Linked DNA regions of Mus musculus: region 2 is linked to region 1. The links are chromatin contacts, called in public Hi-C maps. All regions are on one chromosome and are shown on one strand. The core of a region is the stretch at or near the end of the contact, and the rest is flanking DNA. Distances in the headings are between cores, read along the strand shown. Region 1 overlaps Arhgap28 (Rho GTPase activating protein 28). Region 2 has its middle 85 kb from the start of Arhgap28.

Region 1 (6,010 bases), core at 1,062-3,561:
AGAATGTTTGTCATCCTACAGAGGTATTTAATTTATGTAATTTATTGTCAATTTCTAGTTTTTTCAGAAAGTCGAGGAATCAGGTCTGGAATCGGAAGGAATTTTTCGACTCTCGGGATGTACTGCCAAAGTCAAGGTACTCAGTGATATCTCTCTTCCCAGATAAAGACGTGAGCTAGCCTTGGTCAGCGTTCAGTCGCTCAGGACCCGAGAAACACTTATAAAATAAAGTATTTGGTTGGGGGGCTTGCTTACAGTTTCAGAGAGTGAGTCCATTGTCATCGTGGCGCGGGGGCTGGGGTGGGAACATGGCAAGAGCATGGGAGCGTGGTGGCACTCAGGATGCTGCAGCAGTTGCTAAGAGCTTCATCATGATCAGAAGGCAGAGAGAAGAAAAAAATGGGCCTAGCATGGGCTTTAGAAAACTCAAAGCCAACCCCCCACCATGACGCACTTCCTCTACCAAGACCACAGCTACTTCCCGAGGCCACACCTCCTAACCTTTCTCTAATAGTGCCACTTCCTAATGACTAAAGCGGTCAAATATATGAGCCTATGGGGGACATTCTTAAGCCACCATGACCCAGTTCCAGTGAGCATCAGAAATCTCGTCTCTGTGACCGCCGTTGTCCCTTTGATAGTATGGCTTGGCTTGCCATAATACTCTTAAGTACTTCGGTTGTATGTCTCTTCCATGCTGCGATTCTTAGAAGCTAGAAGAGTGAAACATTGCCATTAAAACTGTTGCTTGTCTTCAGATTGGAGTTTGAAACACCCGGACCTGTTTAGGGGATCAACTTTTTTTTTTTTTTTTTTTTTTTTTGGCCTTTAGGAGTCTTTGAGCTTTTACTTCCATTGCTAATTGCTCACAGCTGAGACCCATTCTTAGCTTCTTCTTTGGTCAGATTTCATCTAAGAATTTGTAGCAGTGCTCCTAACCACTGGAGTACTCACTCAGCAGCAGCTCTGAAACCCCAGTTCCATGTATGGTAATGCCAGCATCTACATAAAACCGCAGCGCAGCAGTGTGAATTCCTTTGCTCTGCCTTCTTATACCCACACAGGCAAGCTCTACAGAGCAGTGAGGAGTCCTGGAGGGGCGAACCTTTTCTAGTAAAAGCTTTCATTGTGCTTCCTTTTGGGCACACACATGCCTACGTTTTGGTCACCCCAGTCTGTGGACACCCAATGATGGGCCTTGAAAAGAATGTGCAAGTGGTGGTGAAGAAATGATTGTGATAAGCCAATGAAAGAAAAGGCACAGGGGTGGAGAGGAATCCCTTCATTAATTCACTTATACTTGAGGGAATCTATACCTATGAGAAGGGTCAAGGTAGAAATGTTGAAATATGGTAGCATATTTCTTTTCCTTTTTCTTTCTTTTTTTTTTTTTGTTTTTTTTTTTGTTTGTTTGTTTTGTTTTTTTGTTTTGTTTAGTTTGGTTTGGTTTTTCGAGACAGGGTTTGTCTGTATAGCCCTGGCTGTCCTGGAACTCACTCTGTAGACCAGGCTGGCCTCGAACTCGGAAATCCGCCTGCCTCTGCCTCCCAAGTGCTGGGATTAAAGGCGTGCGCCACCATGCCCAGCCAGCCTGCAGCATATTTCTTGAGTGAAAAGAAATTAAGTAGGCTGTGTCTATTGGCTCCTCCAAAGCAACAATGGACTGGTTGGTAGTGAAAGAGAGCTGGTAGGACCTGGGCTATGGTACAAGCTTGTCACTTCCTCCCAACAGGGGAGCCCTGCACTGGGCAGAATGGTGCAAGCCTGGAGCCATCTACCTGATCAGTCACCGGCTAGCATAGGTGCTGGGCCTGACCAGCCGACAGAATCGGCCACCTGAGCCTCTTTGTAAATGAATGTGGCAAGTTCTCATTTGTAGGGATGTCTGAAGATGGGCAGGTTGGAAATTAGGACTCCATTCAGCAAGGAGCTGGTTAAATACTAACACAGTTTCATTTGGAAGGCTCCTGAAGTGAGCTTGTTTTGATTTATCGTGTTCCGTTCATAGGCACGCCTCTGGGGAGAACACGCAGTAATGAGGATAAAGTGTGGACTGCTTTGGTTGTCTAAGTTATCAGCTGAGTCAGAGACTAGAAAGAGAGCCAAAGAGCCAGGCTTCGCCACCAGAATCAAACTCCACGCCTCTAAGCCCCTCTCTGTGCAGATCCACTGTGAAGAGAAAAGTTTCTTACGTGCCCCGCGTATGATGTTAGAGTGGGAGTTACGTTTCTTCGACAACCCTTTCTTTGTGTGAAACCTGCTTACCGAAGGCTGATCACCCTTCAGTGTGTTCACTGACGCATGAGTACCCACCCCGAATTTAGGGCAAGGTCTATTTTCCCTTACTGTTTTTGACGTTGTGTCAGCCGGTTTATTCTGCCGCTTGTTAGTCCACAAATGCAATCCAGATGTTTTCCTAGCTCTGGTTTCAGGCAAGCAAGCATGGAAGAAATCTGAGCCAGTGAGCAGATACTGGGAAAACGCTGTGGCTAGAGAGACAGTGGCCCTGGATACGTTGCCTAGGCCTTCACGTCCCCTTTATTCAAACCTTCAGTACCTGTGCTGGTTAAGTTTTCTGCTGTGTTTTCCTTATCCCCGAAGTACATTTCTGACAACGTGCTTGGGGAAAGGCAGTTTTCAAAAGCCATTATAATTACTCTTGATTCGAGCCAAGTAAATGACAGCAGCCATTGTGTGGGGGGTGGGGGTGGGGTGCTGATATTGAGTGGTCCGGCTTTGCGTTCTAGATGATCAGTGGGCCTGACAGGGACTCAGGCCTGAGAGGAAGCTGCTCACCTAGAGCCAAACGAGCTGCAAAGCCAGCTTCCAAGTCTGAGGCCCACAGATCATTTGGAACCAGTTTGATGCTTTGGAATGCTCAGTGATGTTCTTTTCAAAACATCGCAGAAATCTGAGCCAAACGCTGGGAACGTGTTTTATGGAAGAAGGCAGACTGTTTGACGTGTAAGCTCTCCTTGCCTCTGCTGCCTGTTGTTCTGAGGTTAGCTGTAGGTGCTTTGGAGTTATGCCACCCTGTGTGTTTGGTCTCTCTCCCGAGCTGGTAGCTTCAGGCTGGGGCTTTGCTTTTATTTATTTATTTATTTATTTTGTGAAGATGCTTCAGAAACTGATGTAGCCTTCTCTGTGCTCCAAAGAGACTTAAGGACACGACTTTGACTCTGCCTGTGTTCTCCTTAGTGGTAAACAAAAAAAGAGGTTTCTAGTGACTGATAGATTGGCGGGTTGGGTAATTGGTGGATTGGTTGGTTGGTGGGTTGGTGGATTGGTTGGTCGTTGCTGGGTTAGTTGATTGATGGGTTGATTGGTTGGTTGATGGGTTGGTTGGTTGGTTGATGGGTTGATTGGTTGGCTTTTTTGAGACATAAACTCATCATTTGAACCCAGGCTGGCCGCATACCCATCAGTATCCTGCCTTGGCACCTAACTCAGCAAGCTTGACACAGATTTCAGTTTCGCAGCCTCTGGAAGCCGTAGAAACGCTTGTGTTTGGCATGAGATGAACAAAACGGCTGGCTCTGTTCGGGACTCAAAGTAGGCGTCTCACGAGAACGAGGCAAAGGCTGTAAAAAGGGAAAGGCTACTCAAGTCTCATTTAAGTTATCTCTTTAGGGCTGTATCAGTCTGATGCTTCCAGGTGCCTGCTGTTTGAGGTAAACCCTCAAGTCCAAAGGCATGGTAGAAAATGAGTTTGACCATAGTAAAGAAGCTTAAAGAACAGTTGCCACTGATAAACAGATGACCCGATAATGCAGACTCTTTCAAGTAGGACCTGACTGTGAGTGGAACTTACAGAGAAAGGCCTGGTGCTTTAACACAAGCTGTTTGCCTAGTGCACTGGAGCAAAGGATACACCAACATGTGGAAGGTGTGTGTGTGTGTGTGTGTGTATGTGTGTGTTGGCAGAGCTGCTGTACCCGTTCCAGGAAAGTCATTATTATGCCTGCACTCTGCAGTGAAGTCAGAGTTACTTTATTGGGGCATTTCTCATTCCACATGTGAAAGAGCGGAGAGGCATGTGTTCATGGTCTGACTTAGGAGCAGAAGGGAGGGTAGCAGCAAGGTTATGATGAACGGAAAATGTCAGTTCTGTCAAATTTGAGCAAAGACTTTATCATGTGGGGGCTGTGCTATCCCACCAAAACCACAGAAGTAGAGCTACAGACTCAGTAAAGAGGTTTTATAGCTGTGCAGAATTGGCCAATTGTTTCAAGATTATTACTGTTTTGAGGATACCTCTGGAAATGCTTTTAAAAACTACCTCGCAAATACCATTCCAGCTCAATCATGTGGGAAGGTTAGAGGGTTAGGTTAGCAGGTGTTAACTTGAGCTGTCAAGTCGGAGAAAAAAAAAAAAAAAAAGAATAGTCTGTGTAATGATGGTGGGAAAGAGGCCATGACATTCAGTCTCTCTGAGTACTGACCAACTGCTTTGCTTTGCAGCAGTACCGCGAAGAACTGGATGCCAGGTTCAATGCTGACAAGTTCAAGTGGGACAAGATGTGTCACAGAGAAGCTGCGGTCATGTTGAAAGCATTCTTCAGAGAGCTGCCCACCTCTCTCTTCCCTGTTGAATATATACCCGCCTTCATCTCTCTGATGGAAAGTAGGTGACGAAGTTAGATATGATTAAAATATACGTAGACATACGTCAGCACAGCATAATGTGCCAGGTCGCCCCGTGAAGTGTGGTTCCTCTGTGCTGACTGCTGGTGCCTGCGGACCCTGGGGTGAAAGACCATTTATGATAGTCCTGGGTTCGCATATCTAAATTAGATTGTTGTCCGTAATTTTTTAATTTGCTAAAGAAGAAACCTTTCTATTTTAAGGAGACTATAGTGTTTTTCAGTTCTGGAAGGTCCAGTGGATGCTTTTAAATATTTTAATTTGCCTGTTGGCAGGCTCTGTCTTTTCATTCATTCTACATTACTTTCTTTTACATCGTTTGCATACTTTGAGAGCTGCTTTAAAACCTTGTCTGCTAGTTCCAGCCCCTGGGTCATCTCATGACCTGGGTCGTCTTCGAGGATGGATAAATACTCTTCTTATTTTGTATTTACAGCTAGTTTAGAGTCTATTCGGATGATGTGTTTGGCTGCAGTGTTTAAATAGGTCATACACTTCACAAGACCAAAGATGCTATCAGTCACTGATACAGTGACTCAGCATTTAATTTATGTGTCTGTGTATGTGTGTGGGTGTGTGTCTTAGTTAGGGTTTTACTGCTGTGAACAGACACCATGACCAAGGCAAGTCTTATAAAACACAACATTTAATTGGGGCTGGCTTACAGGTTCAGAGGTTCAGTCCATTATCATCAAGGTGGGAGCATGGCAGTATCCAGGCAGGCATGGTGCAGGCAGAGCTGAGAGTTCTATGTCTTCATCCAAAGGCTGCTAGTGGAAGACTGACTTCCAAGCAACTGGGGTGAGAGTCTTAAGCCCACTCCCACAGTGACACACCTACTCCAACCAGGTCATACCTATTCCAACAAGACCACACCTACAAATGGTGCCACTCCCTGGTCCAAGAACATACAAACCATCACAGTGTGTATGTGTGGGGGTGTGAGTGTGTGGTGTGGGGGTGTATTTGTGAACGTGTGTGAGCATGTATTTGTGTATGTTTTTGTGAGTGTGGGGGTGTTTGAGTGTGTGTGTGAGTGTGTGTGCTGTGAGTGTGTGAGCGTATGAATATGTGAGAGTGTGTGTTTTGTGTATTTATGAGTGTGTGAATATGTGTGTGATGTGTGTGTGTATTTGTGTCTGTGAGTATATGAGTGTGAGTATGTGAGTGTGCATGTATGTGTGAGTGTGTGTGTGTGGTGTATATGAGTGTGTGTGTGTGCTGTGAGAGTGTGTTTTGTGTATTTGTGAGTGTGAAAATATGTGTGTGAATGTGTGTGTATATTTGTATCTGTGTGTGTATGAGTATGTGAGTGAGTATGTAATAATATGTGAGTGTGTGGTGCGAATAAGTGACTATGTGAGTG
Region 2 (6,010 bases), core at 2,104-4,603, 220 kb before region 1:
GCAGAAAAATGTTAGGTCCTGTTTATGTAACCAGTCTATGTTTATGTAACCAGTCTATGCCTTTTTCTTGGGAGAACTAAGTCCATTGATATTAAGAGATATTAAGGAAAAGTCATTGTTAATTCCTGTTATTTTTGTTGTTAGAGTTGGAATTTTGTTCATGTGGCTGTCTTCTTTTAGGTTTGTTGAAAGATTACTTTGTTGCTTTTTCTAGAGCATAGTTTCCCTCCTTGTGTTGGAGTTTTCCCTTTATTATCCTTTGAAGGGCTCGATTTGTAGAAAGATCTTGTGTAAATTTGGTTTCTCCATCTCTGGTAATTGAAAGTTTTGCATGATATAGTAGCCTGGGCTGGCATTTGTGTTCTCTTGGTGTCTGTATGACATCTGCCCACGGTCTTCTGGCTTTCATGGTCTCTGGGGAGAAGTCAGGTGTAATTCTGATAGGTCTGCCTTTATATGTTACTTGACCTTTTTCCCTTACTGCTTTTAATATTCTTTCTTTGTTTTGTGCATTTGGTGTTTTGATTATTATGTGATGGGAGGAATTTCTTTTCTGGTCCAAACTATTTGGAGTTCTGTAGGCTTCTTGTGTGTTCACGGGCATCTCTTTATTTAAGTTGGGGAAGTTTTCTTCTATAATTTTGTTGAAGATATTTATTGGCCCTTTAAGTTGGAAATCTCCTTTCTTGTCTATACCTATAATACTTAGATTTGGTCTTCTCATTGTGTCCTGGATTTCCTGGGTGTTTTGGGTTAGGATTTTTTGCATTTTCTTTGATTGTTGTGTCAATAATTTCTATGGTATCTTCTGCACTTGAGATTCTCTCTTCTATCTCTTGTATTCTGTTTGTTATGCTTGCATCTATGGCTCTTGACTTCTTTCCTAGGTTTTCTATTTCCAGATTTTTCTCCCTTTGTGATTTTTTTTACTGTTTCTACTTCCATTTTTAGATCCTGGATGGTTTTGTTCAATTCTTTCACCTGTTTGAATGTGTTCTCCTGTATTTCTTTAAGGGAGTTATTTTTGTCCTTCTTATAGTTCTCCATCATCATCATCATGAGAAGTGACTTTAGATCCATAGCTTGCTTTTCTGGTGTGATGGTGTATCCAGGGCTTGCTATGGTGGGAGAGTTGGGTTCTGATGATGCCAAGTAACCTTGGTTTCTGTAGCTTATGTTCTTATGCTTGCCTCCCACCATCTGATTATCTCATGTGCTCCCTGCCCTCAATATATCTGAGTGAAGCCCGTCCTTCCTTTAATCCCAGTTGAGTCAGAACTTCTCAGAGTCCAGCTTTCTTTGTTACCCTGTGATTCTGGGATCCTGTTTTACTGAGATTCTGGGTGTGTCAGAGTTCTTGACAGTCAAGCTTCCTCTGAGACCCTGAGATCCTGGTGTGACCAAGCTCCTGGGATCTTGGGATTCTGGAATCCCAGGATCCTAAGATCCTGAGTGTGTTAGAGTGCCTGGAAGTGGTACCTCCTCTGGGGACCATGGGCCTGTCTGCTGAGTTCAGGCCCAAGATGGCCCAGTGCTGGTGCTGACCAGAAGAAACCTGAGCCACTGGTCAGGCGGGGTTCCTGTGTCTGTGCTCCAGCTGGTCCCAGGCACCCCAACTTCTGTTGGAACAGATGTTGTATTCCACTCACCAGTGATTCTATGATCCTGGGTGTGCTAGGGTGCCTGGGGGGGGGGGGGGGGTAGAGAGTCCTCTGGGGACCGTGGGACTGTCTGCAGAGTTGGGGCCCAAGGTGGCCTGGGGCTCTACAAAAACTTCTTGAGCTTCAAGTTACAATGTCTCTTCCCACCACACTCATCCACCCATGTTTCTGATGAAAACTGATACTTTTTAATCTAAGCATCCCTCTCCTAGAGGTTTCACACCAAGCAAGTAACACAGTACTCAGGTGGAGAATTCAGATCAGGGAGTTCAGAGGTCAGAGACTGTGCCTTTCCAACTGCCATTAGACTACTGAGAAAGATAAGCAATGTGCTGATCAATGCTACCCACAATGATGTTACCTGTTCAGATCCTGTGGAATTTCTGTGTGCTCCCTCAGAAGTGCTGGGAGTAGTAGAATTACTCAGTTAGTACCTCCTGTTGTCTCTATCCCAGCCTCTTTGGTCCTCAGACCAAAAAATGAACATCATGATAAGGAATGGTCATTTAATTAACGGAGCATTGGCATGTCCCCCTCCCCCACACTGGTCATCCTCTCTCTTGGAGATTTGGTTTTCTGCCATGTTTTATTCTCACCTCTTCCAATCTTGCTATTCCTTTACCTTCATGATGTGTGAATGGGGATTGTCCTCCCATGGCTAGTCAAGACAAAGGGAGCTAATTAGAAGTTGGAAGAAATGATGTCATTCTAGAAGGATGCAGGAATTTGGGCTCCTTTTAAAAATTGAAGCCCTCAGCTTGAGTCACAATATTTCTCATACTGTAAAAGTCTGTTGACATGGTGTATTCTGTCTGTGGTCAATGACACATTTGGCCTGTTGCCTGTTGGTGGTTTTTGGTGTGGTCTATTACTCTATTAGTGATGGCATATTTGGTTTGTTGGTGACAGTATATTTGGTCTGTTGATGATAGTATATTAGATTTCCATGTGTCATCAGTACACACTAGCAGAAAATGTTAACAAGCAAAAGACGTTCCAGTGACTTCCACATTTCTGCAACAGAAGGCAGAAGTTGAAGACTCCCTGAAGGTCAATAAGGGCATGGTGAGCTTAAGGAAAGATGCCTATCTACCTAGAGCCAGCCAAAGGAGAGCCACGGTCTTCGATGGAAGATGTAAGGATTTGAAAGACTCTATATTAAGTTAAAATCCTTTACGTAAGATGGAATTAACTGTAGTTGACATTTCAGATCTGCTGTTCAAGCAAAGATAGATGTTCCAGGCTCTCCAAGGCATGGCTGAGGTGATGTGGGAAATTGTCCTAAGAGTCTGAAACATACTTTCGAAACTTGGAGCAAAAAGTGTCAGATTCTTGGAGCCATTTCATAAAGAAAGTTCTTTTTTTCCTCTCAGCAAGATATACTTCATGCTTCTTTGAGAAAATTTAGAAAAAGGAGAAAAAAAAAAAACTAAAGAGAGACCCATTTGCATAAGTGGGCAGAGGCTGGCATAAAAAAAGAAAAAAGTCCAAATGAATTAGTTTTCCCTTTAGTGAAGTAGGAGGGAGCAAGGAAGAAAGAAGAAAGATAAATTGAACATAATTATCTTAAAACAAAATTCATCCTAAGTCAAGCCATTCCCAATCAAAGGACTCCCACAAAGGCTCTCTGCTAAAGTAGCCATCATTGGCAAAGAGGCCAGATTCTCCTCTCTGCCACTTACCAGGGCACTTAAAGGGCTAGAGTAGGGACTGAACTCCAGTCACTTTGCATCTGTATATGAGCGAATACAAGGATGCCAGGGTTCCTTCAGAGACTCTTCTGCAAACTTTAGGCTTCATCTGCTTGTTTGTTTAGCCTGAGGGGATAAAGGAAATGGCTCGCAATTCTCTTTCAAGTTTTCCATTTATGTGGAAGACAGAGCCTGTTGGTTAGCATTGGCCCAGAGAGTATTTCTAGAATAAAATAGAGCAATGGAAGTGAAGGTTGAACTGACAGAACTTCAGCTACGGCGTTTGGGAGCAGCAGCTTTCAAGAAGCTAGCAGATGGCTTTGGGATATATGTTTGCATCTTTAAAATCTCCTTTTGGCTTTGTGACTTGGCTTCCATGTGGATCTTATTAAACTAGTTTGAATTTGAACCTCAACTCTTTATTACTTAAATCTGGGGTAGTCTCCAAATTCTAATGAGTAACTTAGACCACTCCACTCTTCTCAGGAGGTATGACCATGGCCATGTCTGCCACCACAGCAGTCTCTCTCTTCCTGCCATGCTCAGCAAACATGTTTTTGCTGTTCGTAAACATACATCCACCAAGGGACAGGATGGTTCTCTTTCCAGACAGGTATATAAAGATTTCATTATTTAGCATCTAAGTAACAGGAATCTCTAAGGAACCAAACATCTTTCTGTTTGTAGAGTAAGCTTCCAGGGCAAGAGAACAGAAGAGTGTGAGATTTAATTTTAAAACAAACAAACAAACAAACAAAAAACAGTCTTTTCTCTCACTTTCCAGGCACAAGAAATGCTCAGCTCACTCTACGTCTTCTACATCCACCCTGGTTTTCATTCTCCCGACATCTCTCTGTATTGGGTTGCAAGATGGCTGGAGTTGTGTGCTGAGTGCCCATGGATGTCAGTCCCTGCACTAAGACTGCCTTCCCTACCACACATATGAGATCAGTTTAGGCACAAAGTCTAGTTATGTTCAGGCTAACATACCTCTAAAAAATATGTATCTCTTCTATCCACAACTCTGAAGTGCCCTCCACAATTTCATCCACCACTACACTAAAACTCCATTTCCACTGGTGTCACCTCATCTCTAGTTTTGTGGTAGAAGTATTTACATCTTCCCTTCAAAGGAAAACCAGGAGAAATGCTTTGTTTTGGTTTGGGGTACATGGATGCCCTTGGTTATCTAAGATGGCCTAGAGCTCATGGAATCCTGCTGCCTCAGCCTCTGGAGCGTGGGGATTGCAGGCACCACACCCAGCCAAAGCGACACTCTAACATGGCCAACACAGCAGATACGTCTGTCTCACTCAGCCCTCCTCAAGCCCTTCCGCATAGACGGGAGCACCATCATCACCAAATGAGAGGAAGACAAGGTTCAAATGTCAGACTCCTCAAGCCCCATTTTTTTTTTTGTCATATCATGTCATTTTCAAGTAAAATATGGAAGGAGAGAAGGGACTCAAGACTAAGCCACCAAGATCGATGTTCAAGAGCTGCCATTTTACAAACTAAGACTGGAAGCCTTGAGTCATCTGGGCTTCATATCACAAGACAAGGAGAGGCTATCTCCAGAGATTGGTGCTATGAAGAGGTTCCTCCCTCTGAACCTCCATGGTTGGGGTTCCTCTTCTCAGCCCACTAAGTCACCCTCACTCTCAGGAGTTCTATTCCATAACACAGGGTCTCTGTTTCTAACCACATATCCCTGGGGGCAGTCCTTAGTCCTAGGACACAAGACCCTGGTGCCCACTAATCAGACCACAGCCTGGCACGAAATATGGTTTTCATTTCCTTCTCTTTGTGTCATTGTTTGGACACTGGCCAAACAAATGGTTCCCCTCACACTCTGGGCTACAAAACCCCACTTTCTCTGAATCTCCACCCCTCTTCCTTCCACAGCTGCATTCCAGATCTCTATTGCTGAACATGCCAGCTATTTTGAAGCATAACTCAAACAGCCCTGGCTTTCTCTCTTTTTCTTCTGTCTCACAACAGATGCTGATATTTACAGGTTGTGCATCCTGGTCCTTTTCTCTCAAACTGTGATACAACTCTCTTTGAGTTTCTGAGTTCATTCTTAAGGAAATTACGAACTCTAGAAGAAACCCCACAATCCTGAATCGAAAATTACTAATTACAGGACTTTATATGGTCTGCAAGCTGAGGTCTATATGAGCCAGCACACTCCCATGACTGTTAAGTGCTTCAAAGTGTCTGTTGGCAAAGGTAGTCAGTCTCTAAGACATGCGAGGTATAGCATTGATGGTGCTGGAATTGCTGACAGTCATACCCAGTGGAAATACCATTTATCTTCAGTAATGAAGTCAAACTTGGCTTAGAGAACATCGAGTTTCCCTTGAATGAAACAATTTCTGTCACTGCTTCCAAACAACAACAAAGCTGCTGAGAATATCTCTTTGCAGATTACAAATAGAGGTATCTGAACTCGGTGATGGTCGCCATGCCATTCCAGAGCTAGATTGATGAAAGCAAGGGCTCCTGCAGCAAGGGGACGTGGGCTTGGTTTCCCACTCACCCCTCAGCAAGGCTCCTCTGAACTTCTTTATCTGTTGAGATCCCAGTTGGAAATATTCAAGGACATATCAGCTAAATGATTCAGAAGATTATGCAACTAATGCTTCCAGTTGGATG

Evidence for each region. A called contact is a pair of places that touch in the nucleus more often than the background predicts.
Region 2: a contact with region 1 is called in a Hi-C map of muscle stem cells, with 2.2 times the contacts expected there. The contact joins two enhancer-like sites. A contact is called at or near these places in 1 of 15 datasets of contacts at CTCF or cohesin (the NIH/3T3 cell line), 4 of 484 Hi-C or Micro-C datasets (Sertoli cells, adipose-derived mesenchymal stem cells, muscle stem cells and 1 more), 1 of 115 datasets of contacts at active chromatin or transcription factors (fibro-adipogenic progenitors) and 2 of 9 other capture datasets (adipose tissue and pancreatic islet).

Annotation. Positions count from the first base shown.
Region 1 is chr17:67,863,077-67,869,086 of GRCm38.p6, reverse strand. Arhgap28 (Rho GTPase activating protein 28) reads left to right here. Exons shown (of 18, transcript NM_172964.4): 10 at 59-136; 11 at 4,462-4,624. Among named protein-coding and RNA genes, the nearest start is that of Arhgap28, 140 kb to the left of the region's middle. Within about 2 kb of position 2,311, at least 63 of the 459 cell types and tissues checked have an H3K27ac peak or open chromatin away from gene starts, as enhancers often do. A contact at or near this core is called in muscle stem cells, where this site is marked.
Region 2 is chr17:68,086,489-68,092,498 of GRCm38.p6, reverse strand. No RefSeq gene overlaps it. Among named protein-coding and RNA genes, the nearest start is that of Arhgap28, 85 kb to the right of the region's middle. Within about 2 kb of position 3,353, at least 20 of the 459 cell types and tissues checked have an H3K27ac peak or open chromatin away from gene starts, as enhancers often do. A contact at or near this core is called in muscle stem cells, where this site is marked.